3 separate regions of the Mus musculus genome follow, and all the other regions are linked to region 1. A link is a contact called in public promoter capture Hi-C data. All regions are on one chromosome and are shown on one strand. The core of a region is the stretch at or near the end of the contact, and the rest is flanking DNA. Distances in the headings are between cores, read along the strand shown.

Region 1 (3,148 bases), core at 461-2,960:
TACTTCATTGTTTACATATATAAATTTCTCAAAAATAAATATTTTATTTTTAGAGATATATTTATTTTTATTTTTTGTGTATGAGTGTTTTGTCTGTCTGTCTGTAAGTGTACCATGTATATGCCTGGTGTCTGTGTGCTGTGGACGGGCCTGGTGCAGTTCTTGTGAACCAATCCCCTAATGAATAAAGGAGCCAATCACTGGGCAAGTAGGAGGGACTTCTGGGTTGGAGGGCGGAAGGAAAAAGGCAGGAGATAGTTCCTTTTTGGAATGGGGACAACATCAGGGTGAGATGTAACTGCTAGAGTTTCCCATTATCATGGAGGATCCACAAGGATTCACCACTGGAGGAATCGGATTATAATAAGGCTTACAAGATTAGGTTTCAGTTGTTGCGTCCAGAGTTAAGTTACCATTGTTCCTGAACTTAGTTTGTGTTGGCGGTTTCCTTCATGTGGTGGCTCATCTGGGTTCAAAGAGTAGCAAAGAGTGGGTCTGCACCTGATGTGTACCACAAAGGTCGTGGGGAGGGGGGGCGGGGAGGGAGAGTTGAAGCGTGGGGCTGGCGTGGTAACGACCAGCCAGTAGAAACTTAGCGAGCTGGGTGGAATGTTTTGGGAGCTCAAGGCCAGAGAGTCTCCACGAAATAAAACAGGTCGGCCATTGCCTGCCAGTGCATGGCCAACCAGGCAGCTGGGGCGAGCCGGTCGTTTTTTAATATTTCCCGCAACACACAGGCCTGAAGAGAGTGTCAGATGACCTGGAACTGGAGTTACAGACAGTTGTAAGCTCACATGTGGATGCTGGGGACAGAATCCAGGACCTGAACCTCTGAGATGTTTCTCCAGGCTAAGAAATATTTTAAAGTGTGTTTAGTTGTAGATTTGAATACAGTTTATGGCTAAAAACCTGAGACAGGTGATTTATATATGTCCAAACTCAGCAAAAGAAACACATCTAATATCAAACATTTGTATAATAATTATATTTCAATTAAGCTGCTGTAAAAATTAGTGTGTTATATCAAATAAATAATATTAAACAAAATTTAAACTTCAGAGAGGAATCTAAATTAATTGTGATAAGACTACTATTATTTAACCACTATTTAATCCTGGCTATTCACTTCTTACTGAAGTAGGAATGACCTGTTTGGTAATTAAATTGTTTACTTACATGATCTTGTTTTATTAAGTAAACTAACCAGTTACAAACCTAAATATACCACCAGTTACATTACCTTTTCGTATATATAACTTTGTGTTTATACCTTGGTTATAGAATCATACTATTTTTAAGCTACTTTATCCCTTTAAAATTAAAAAATAAAAATTATTAAGCACCAGCTATTTACTAAGAATTGTAATAATTTGGAGTGTCAGAAGGCAGCCCAGACACACAACCAGTAAGGCCACTGCTGAAGCTTTCTACTATACCAGCAGGAAGTCTGCAACAAAAACTGTTGAGACCATAGCAGCAAAACGTCAGACACCTGGATAAAGTTGCCAGATTTCAAGGGCTTACTTACTCTTTTATGGTTCATTTTGAAATTTGCAGACATGATAATTCTTCAGAGTTTAGGTAACTTCCTCCAAGACATGATATCTGATGTTGAGAATACTCGGTTACAAACTGGCTTTGCTGGCCATTGGGGTGAATGAATGAGCTGCAGAGTCTGTGAAGGTCTGTGAGGTGGGTGTGAATGGGAATGGGGAAGAGAAGGCAACCTCACACTCCAGAACCCTGAATTCAGACTTTCTACTGCAGCACCCTCCCCCTCTATCAACCAATGAGCAAGGACTCTTTTTTTTTTTTTTTTTTTTTTTGGAACCCTGCCATTCCTCTTCTGGCTGGCACAACTCACAAATTCTAGTGTGGAAGGAAAGGCCAATGATCTACGGAGGTCAGCCTGCACACTTTAATAAACTGCTTGGAGAAAAACAATAACTAAAACATACCTACACATATATACCTAATCACCTCTGTTATTAATTTTTTTAAATCTATACTGGAATCTATAAAGGAATAAATTATTCCTTATTTTCTAGCTCAGGAAGTACGGACCATGATGTCCTCTGGGTGCCTACCCAGCATGTAGTTTTGATGGGATAAGGTGTGGGCTCCTGACAGGCAGAGGCAGTGCCCCATGAGTTCTTGTCATTATACCAAGCCAACAGGACATTGGTAGAATTAAAAAACTTCCTGAAATGCCCAAGGAAAGACACAAGAGCAGAGAACCTCATATCATATGGTAAATGGACAGATGGTGACATGTTCATAGCTCTTCGCTTATATCCCAGAGACTTCTTGATGTCCCCATCTGAGTGTCTCTGGATGACAAAACACAGAGAAAAAAAAAAAAACCAACAACCCGTGCTTTTCTGAAGATTTTATAGACAAAGCAAAACAAAACAAAATATGAACTTGGCATTTCTTTTCCTAAAAACATTAAAATGAAGGTGCCACATGGGTCGAGGAGATTCCTCAATCAAGAGAACAAACTGAAACAAGACAAAATGTCCTTAGGTTTCTTCATTCGCCTGTGGTAAAGATGGAACCAGACAGAAAGAGCAAAGATGCCATGGCCTAAAGACATGCTCGTCTCCTGCCAGTTCAACTTTCAGCTATGCTTTGAAAATGGGAAACCCTGCCTGAGTCTGCAAAGGATTTCTGGGGATTTAGAAATATTGGTTAAACAAATGGAGCCATTTGGGAACCTTTAAACAGAAAACATGACTCCAGGACAAGGCTTTAGTGACAACTGTGATTGTATATGCTCGTTCCTTTTAGAAGGTGTGACCCTGTTGGAGTGGGTGTGTCACTGTGGGTGTGGGCTTTAAGACCCTCATCCTAGCTGCCTGGAAGCCAGTATTCTGCTAGCTGCCTTCAGATGAAGACATAGAACTCTCAGCTCCTCCTGCACTGTGCCTTCCTGGATGCTACCATATTTCTGCCTTGATAATAGACTAAACCTTTGAACCTATAAGCCAGCCTGAATCAAATGTCCTTATAAGAAGTGCCTTGGTCATGGTGTCTGTTCACAGCAGTAAACCCTAACTAAGACCCAAGGTTAGATATGAGTTTGTGGAAGCTAGATTTCTTTCTTCATTGAGCTACCAAAACCTCATACTTGAATCCTTTTAGTTCA
Region 2 (3,148 bases), core at 343-2,842, 95 kb after region 1:
GGGTGTAAGACCATGCCATGAAGGAGCAGGGGGTAAAATGGCTGAAATGTGGGTGCAAAAGGAAAGTGGCCCCATGGGAGGACTGCCCAGAAGGAAGCAGGGCAACAAAGATACAGATTTAGAAAGGGTTACCTCAGGAATACCAGACTCTACTCGTGTCAAACAGTGGGGTGGTGGTATGGTGATTGCTGCCCCTCACAGAGCTACTGCAACAGGCAGAAGGCATACTCCATTACATGGGGACGAGGAAGGATGGAGATCATTGCCACGAGGCAGTACAGGCAGCTTATGGCAAGTTGGTGGCAGAGCCCTGACGTTTTCATCCATCTCTCTGTTCAAGCCACCTGCTTTATGGAATCAACAGGTTTCAGTAGTGGGACAGTGAGGTCTGGCCTATATAGATGACAGCTGTGTCACTGAGTGAGGACTGAGATGGAGGTCAAACGTAGATATCTTCTTTCTTTGAGAATTCTCCTAAGATTTCGGACATATAAAAAATGGGGCTAAAACCTAATTAACACATACACAGCATGCACATAAAACATATGAGCACACAGCATTTTTAACCTCTGGTATGTAATCTCATGCCAGAGTCACAATTATTGCTCTAACAGGTGGGGTTTTCTTTTTTTTTTAAATAAAATCAATAAACATATGCTGCAACTTGGCTCTATATGGAATTACAGCAAGGTATAGATTGCACCTTATTTTAATAACTTCCAACAGGTGTGAGCTGTGCTGTCTTAGGGTTTCTGCTTCTGCACCATCATCGTGACCAAGATGCAAATTGGGGAGGAAAGGGTTTATTCAGCTTACACTTCCAAATTGCTGTTCATCACCAAAGGAAGTCAGGACTGGAACTCAAGCAGGTCAGAAAGCAGGAGCAGATGCAGAGGCCACAGAGGGATGTTACTCACTGGCTTGCTTCCCCTACCTTGCCCTACTTGCTTTCTTATAGAACCCAAGACTACCAGCTCAGAGATGGTCCCACCCACAAGGGGCCTTTCTCCCTTGATCACTAATTGAGAAAATGCCTTACAGCTGGATCTCATGGAGGCACTTCCTCAACTGAAGCTCCTTTCTCTGTGATAACTCCAACCTGTGTCAAGTTGACACACAAAACCAGCCAGTACATGTGCCTTGCTCTGAAAAACTTCAGATATAATTCTAGGTTATGGTTTAATACAAGAATCAATGAACTTGGACCAGCAAGATGGTTCGGAGAGTAAAGGCACTTGCTTCCATGGCCAACAATGAGCTCCATCCTGGAGACCCACATGTCGGATGGAGAGAACCGATTCCCACAAGTTGTCCTCTGACCTTCACAAGTACACAGCGGCATGCACCTCCTACCCCAACAAATAAATGAGTGTAATTAAGAGAAAAGAATCAAGAGCCTGTCCAACCCCCTGATGAACTAAAAAACAAACAAACAAACAAACAAAAAAACCTTCTAGACTAAGCATGTGGTTCGATCAGCTGGCATGGGAGACAGGAGAAACTGAAGAGGTTGGACATGAGGCTCCCATCCTAAGTTGTTTCTAGCTTCCATTTCTTACAACTTCCTGGTCTCAGCAATTACAGCCAGTGGCCCCAGGGGGCAAAGGGCAGCAGCATCTGGAACACATTTCTATGGCAGGGATGCAGTCAGAGAGTCCAGTAGTTCACAATTAGTCTGCATCATGGAAACAGACTACAAAGCCCCAAATAAACGTGTCCTAATTCCACTGCTAGTCCCGAGGGAGCTGAAGCCAATTTAGATGGAGCCTAAAGTGTTATAGGAAATATAAAATAGCACCACTAACTTCCACCATCTTCTCACTGGCCAGATGGGCCTCATAGCACTAACCGCAGTATCAGGATGAAGTGGAAAACTTAATCTTCCTGTGCTCCAGGGCTTCTCAGGTGTAGGTATGGTCCCCGCCCAGTGCTATTCTATAATATACAGAACCTATTTATAATCTAACACCACGTCTATCGCTGGGTAGGAGAATTTTAGGGTATGCTATAACGTTACATGAGATGATTCCCTTAGGACTGGCTCTTGTACACGTGTTTGAGCGAATGCCAATGAACACAGGTATCCATCTAGGAAAGTGCTTATGACATACATACACAGTAATCAGAGATTTTGGGAGGTGGAAAGAGGTGTCTGAAGCAACGTGGAGGTCTGCTAGACACGCTTTTAGCACTTTTTTTTTTGTAAGAGTGAGACTGCTGTGGAATGTTGTCCTCTGAGCATAGCATGGCCGTTAGCATCTGAATCAGCAGCTTTGAGTACTGGCAGGAAATGGCAGCAAGACTATGCACAGTCATTCATAGGAGGAAGGGAAAGCTTCAGAGACTTACCAGGGAGGCCAGCCACGCCCTACCTCCTAAGCAGCACTTGTTCCCTCATGCAACTGTACACAGCTGCACACTGCTACCTCGGGTGACTAGGCGGTAAACAGTTAGGCAAAGGGGCCTCTATCTTTGCAGTGTTTGAGAGGTCTACACTCGTGCTTGGTTGGGACTTCCAGTGATGCTGGTGTTTTAAGGGTCCTCTGTATTCCATTAGGTAAGCCTGATAAACTCACCGGTTCACAAAGCTAGGCACAGTGGCATACCATATAAAGTATCAAATTCGTATATCTTTGGATTTTATTGTGTTGGAAAGTTTGATTTTTTTTAGTCCTAAAAACCACATGGTATTGGTACACAGAGAGAGACAGGTAGTTCAAGGGAATAGAATTAAAGAGCCACAATTGAACTCACACACCTATGGTCACTTGATCTGTGACAAAGAAGCCAAAACCATCCAGTGAAAAAAAGACAGCATATCAGCCAATGTTGCTGGCTTAAGTGTCAGCCAGTATATGGAAAAATGCAAATTGATACATTCCTTCAGTGCTATCTGGGGTAGGGTCCTATCTGGGGTGAATACACTCCAGGAAACGTTCCCACCACAGAGGCCAACAGCAGTTGGAGCTTGAAAAGGTTTTCCTGATTTTTCTCACCTCCAGCAGGTCGATGTCTGAAGCAAAATTAGAAGCAGGTTGGAGAAGCTCCTGAGTGTGACCCTGGCGACCTCACCCTCTTTATTAGAAAACCTGAAGCCTTGCAACATGGTTAGACAGTGTAGAGTCCACCTACTCCGAGGTCTGTATGC
Region 3 (3,148 bases), core at 167-2,666, 68 kb after region 1:
CATGCATACCCATATGCATACATGTACATGCATGCACACTCACACAAACTCATACATACAGAAACATGTAACATGCAAATACATGCACACTCAAATACACATTCGTGCAAAGCATGCACACACACATGCAGACTCGCGCTCACTCTCTCTGTCTCTGTCTGTCTCTGTTTCTGTCTTTGTCTCTGTCTCTGTCTCTCTCTCTCTCTCATACCTGCTAGCCACAATTCCACCATATGCCACCAAGGATTCAAAGGGCAAATTCAAATCTGAAAAATAAAGGCAACAGAAAAGGTTAATTTATAAACCAACTTTTTTCATTTCCTCTGTACGCTCATGTTAATGGAGGCACTCATTACAAAACTAGTTCCAACTGTCCAAACTTCCCTTTGTAATGTGACTTTTAGTCCCCACCCACAAAAAGTAGAATATACCTTTCCTACCCCCTTGAAAATGGGCCACCCTAGGATATGCTGTGTATGACTACACACACACACACACACACACATACACACACACTTATGAATTCCAAGCTGCTTCAAGTCCATCTCTCAGAGTCTTGTGACTGCCTTGTGAACCATGCATGCTGGCCTGCTGAAGGATGAGAAACATGGAACAGAATTGAGTCATTCCAGCCATCCAGAGAGGCTCTAACCCTGTGAGTAAGCCCAATCCCAGACCAGAAGTAGAGTACAAATGTAGCCCAGATGACTGAAAATTCATGACAGAGTCCAGCCACAGTGAATAGAACCATCCAGCTGTTGATAAACTCTCAAACAATAATTAGTAACTATTTCAAGCCTCTCGAGTTTGGGATAGTTTGTTTCACAGCAATGGCTAACAACCTATAAGGTCCAATAGGCACTCACGCTTAGCCAGCTACCTTGTAAGGGATTTATCACATACTCTGTATGTATGATTTCCTAGTGGGGTTTTTGTGGTAATCCCAAAAGCTGTTTAGGTTTTCATTTGTTTAATAAATAATGTGGCTCATTTCTACCTGCATACACATATTGGAGAGACAAAACATCACATTATTGTGCTATCTAAATGGCGTTTGGCAGCTGTATCTAATATAAAAGTGTTTGGTTTTTTTCTGGCAGTAGCTGAGCCATGAGCTAAACCATGTTGAAAGAGGTCACTGTGGACTTTAAGCCAGGTCTGTTCTCACTGTGTTTACTGCTTATCCCGAGCTTGATAACATTAAATCAGTTATTCATGTCTGCCAGAACAAGTCTGCTGCTTCTATTCAAGACCAGAATAATCTTACGTTTATGAGTCAGCCCAAAACACATCTCCTGCCCAACACATTCAGAAATCTTGAGTCAGTTCTAGGATTACTTGGAAAACTGTGTGAATAACTGTGTATAAAGGGGGTGCTGTTAGAAACAGTGCACTTCAGTAAAGCCACCCACATCACAGACTAGGACAAGGTTGAGCAACGGGTGAGTTTGATTTCTATTCCCCCAACCCCCAGGTCTTAAAATTAAACTTTGAAAAAGCTATAATTAAATCTCATAGAGAAGACCAGTAGTTTCTAGGATGCGTTCAATATTGAGCCATCATTTTAATCGCACAGACGTTTCTAATAAAATATAATTTTGAAATGTCATTAATAACTTGACGAGTGGTTTGGGACGTTCTAGAAAAGTTTTTTAGTAATTCATCCGAGTCATGGATTGCCCCAAAGAGAAAGAAAACCCAGTTGTAAAACAGGTTTTCCAACCAACATATATTCTGCCAGTGCCTCTGGTTATAAGGCTAAACAGGTACCCTGCTTCCCGATAAGTCTGTTTGCGCCTATTGATATCTTGACAGAACAATTTTTCTCAAACCTACAGAGAAATAAATGACTCATTAAGTTGCTTAAGGTTGACATATAATAATCTATTATTAACAAAGCCTATCCATCACTCAAGGTGATGGAGGCTGTAAGCTACTCACACATCTCTAACTAAGATAAAAAAAAAAAACTTCTAGAAAACCAAATGGTTCTGTTTTTCTGTCCTCATCCACAGTATTTCATGATCTCCAGGCAGACGCTAATTTATCTATGGTTACTACAAATCTTAAGACAATTTCTGCAGAGTAAGCTATCCCCTTGCAGGGCTTAGGGGGGAGTGGAAATAAGGTGAACACAGAGCAAAGGTGGAGGCAGCAGCGCATTTTATTTTTCTGACCTTGTCCTGCAGTTGGATGCTTCTCTAGTAGTAAACCTAGATAAACGCTCCTGGGCACTAGTTGGAGCCAGCTGGACCATGTTTGTTTTTAGTCTGTATTGAGCAACCATCTAGCAAAACCAGGCACTTTTCACTAAGCAGCAAGGCCCAGGTACAGACAGCTGCTCCCAAGGGGAAATGCCAGTTAACTCTCTCCCAAAGCAAATACGGCTTACCCTAATTATGGAATTCAGATTTCCAACATCAAACGCCACGTGTACCTTACTTCCTGCAGCTGATGTTGGCTCATTAGTCACCCTTCAGATTAGAACCCTGTGGATGCCAGAAGCCATAGCTTCTGTGAGTCCTGTCTTGTCTACCTGGTCATATTTCATCTCCAAACCTGTGTCTTTTAGTCTCACAGCTGAGGTCTGAAGGGGAGGAAAAAGAAATTAACTTCCCAGCTCTTCTTGAAAGGAATGCCATTCTAATAGTTTCTAGGATAGCCGTTCTCAACCTGAGGGTTGCGACCCCCTTTTTGGGTCGAATGACCGTTTTACAGGAGTCATGTCAGATATTTACATTATGATTTATAACAGTAGTTGAGGCATGGTTCTAATTCAATGAATTCATAATCAATCTTTTTCTCTTCGATCTCTGCAAATGCTGGCCTGGAAGGCCAGTGTCCCAGTAAGGAGATTCAAGGAGTCCTTAAAGTAATACAATCAGGTGGAGGTAAAAGCCAGGAGACAACAGAAAGCTTCAAGTTAAAAAGGATGCTACGACACTAGAAAATTAATAGATGAAATTAGTAGCAGCTCCCACACGGTTGGAGGCTGGATAATTAACTGGCCAGTAAAAAATTAGCTCCTAGAATACAGCTGGAAGGGAATGAAAATACAAACACAAGCATACCCATAGAGGCATCACATCAAATCCCATGTGAGAGAGAAAGCTATGGGAAGGAAAAGGCATACTGAGGAGCAAGAAGA

What was found. Promoter capture Hi-C pulls out the DNA fragments that hold promoters and counts their contacts.
Region 2: a contact with region 1 is called in a promoter capture Hi-C map of liver. A contact is called at or near these places in 8 of 39 promoter capture datasets (the C10 cell line, cranial neural crest, embryonic stem cells and 4 more), 18 of 484 Hi-C or Micro-C datasets (8-cell embryo, the AML12 cell line, the G1E-ER4 cell line and 7 more), 9 of 130 datasets of targeted methods (the HPC-7 cell line, bone marrow-derived macrophages, embryonic stem cells and 3 more) and 4 of 9 other capture datasets (adipose tissue, embryonic stem cells, macrophages and 1 more).
Region 3: a promoter capture Hi-C map of liver shows a contact between it and region 1, with 3 times the contacts expected there. A contact is called at or near these places in 6 of 39 promoter capture datasets (3T3-L1-derived adipocytes, the C10 cell line, hippocampal neurons and 2 more), 5 of 484 Hi-C or Micro-C datasets (cortical neurons, embryonic stem cells, granulosa cells and 1 more), 4 of 130 datasets of targeted methods (embryonic fibroblasts, embryonic stem cells, intestinal villus epithelium and 1 more) and 3 of 9 other capture datasets (adipose tissue, liver and pancreatic islet).

What each region holds. Positions count from the first base shown.
Region 1 is chr19:32,618,567-32,621,714 of GRCm38.p6, reverse strand. Papss2 (3'-phosphoadenosine 5'-phosphosulfate synthase 2) reads right to left here and starts at 1,710. Exons shown (of 13, transcript NM_011864.3): 1 at 1,529-1,710. The coding sequence starts at 1,561.
Region 2 is chr19:32,523,170-32,526,317 of GRCm38.p6, reverse strand. No RefSeq gene overlaps it. Among named protein-coding and RNA genes, the nearest start is that of Gm36419, 19 kb to the left of the region's middle.
Region 3 is chr19:32,549,774-32,552,921 of GRCm38.p6, reverse strand. It overlaps Gm36419 (a long non-coding RNA gene), which reads right to left. Exons shown (of 4, transcript XR_877812.1): 3 at 212-266. Among named protein-coding and RNA genes, the nearest start is that of Gm36419, 8.0 kb to the right of the region's middle.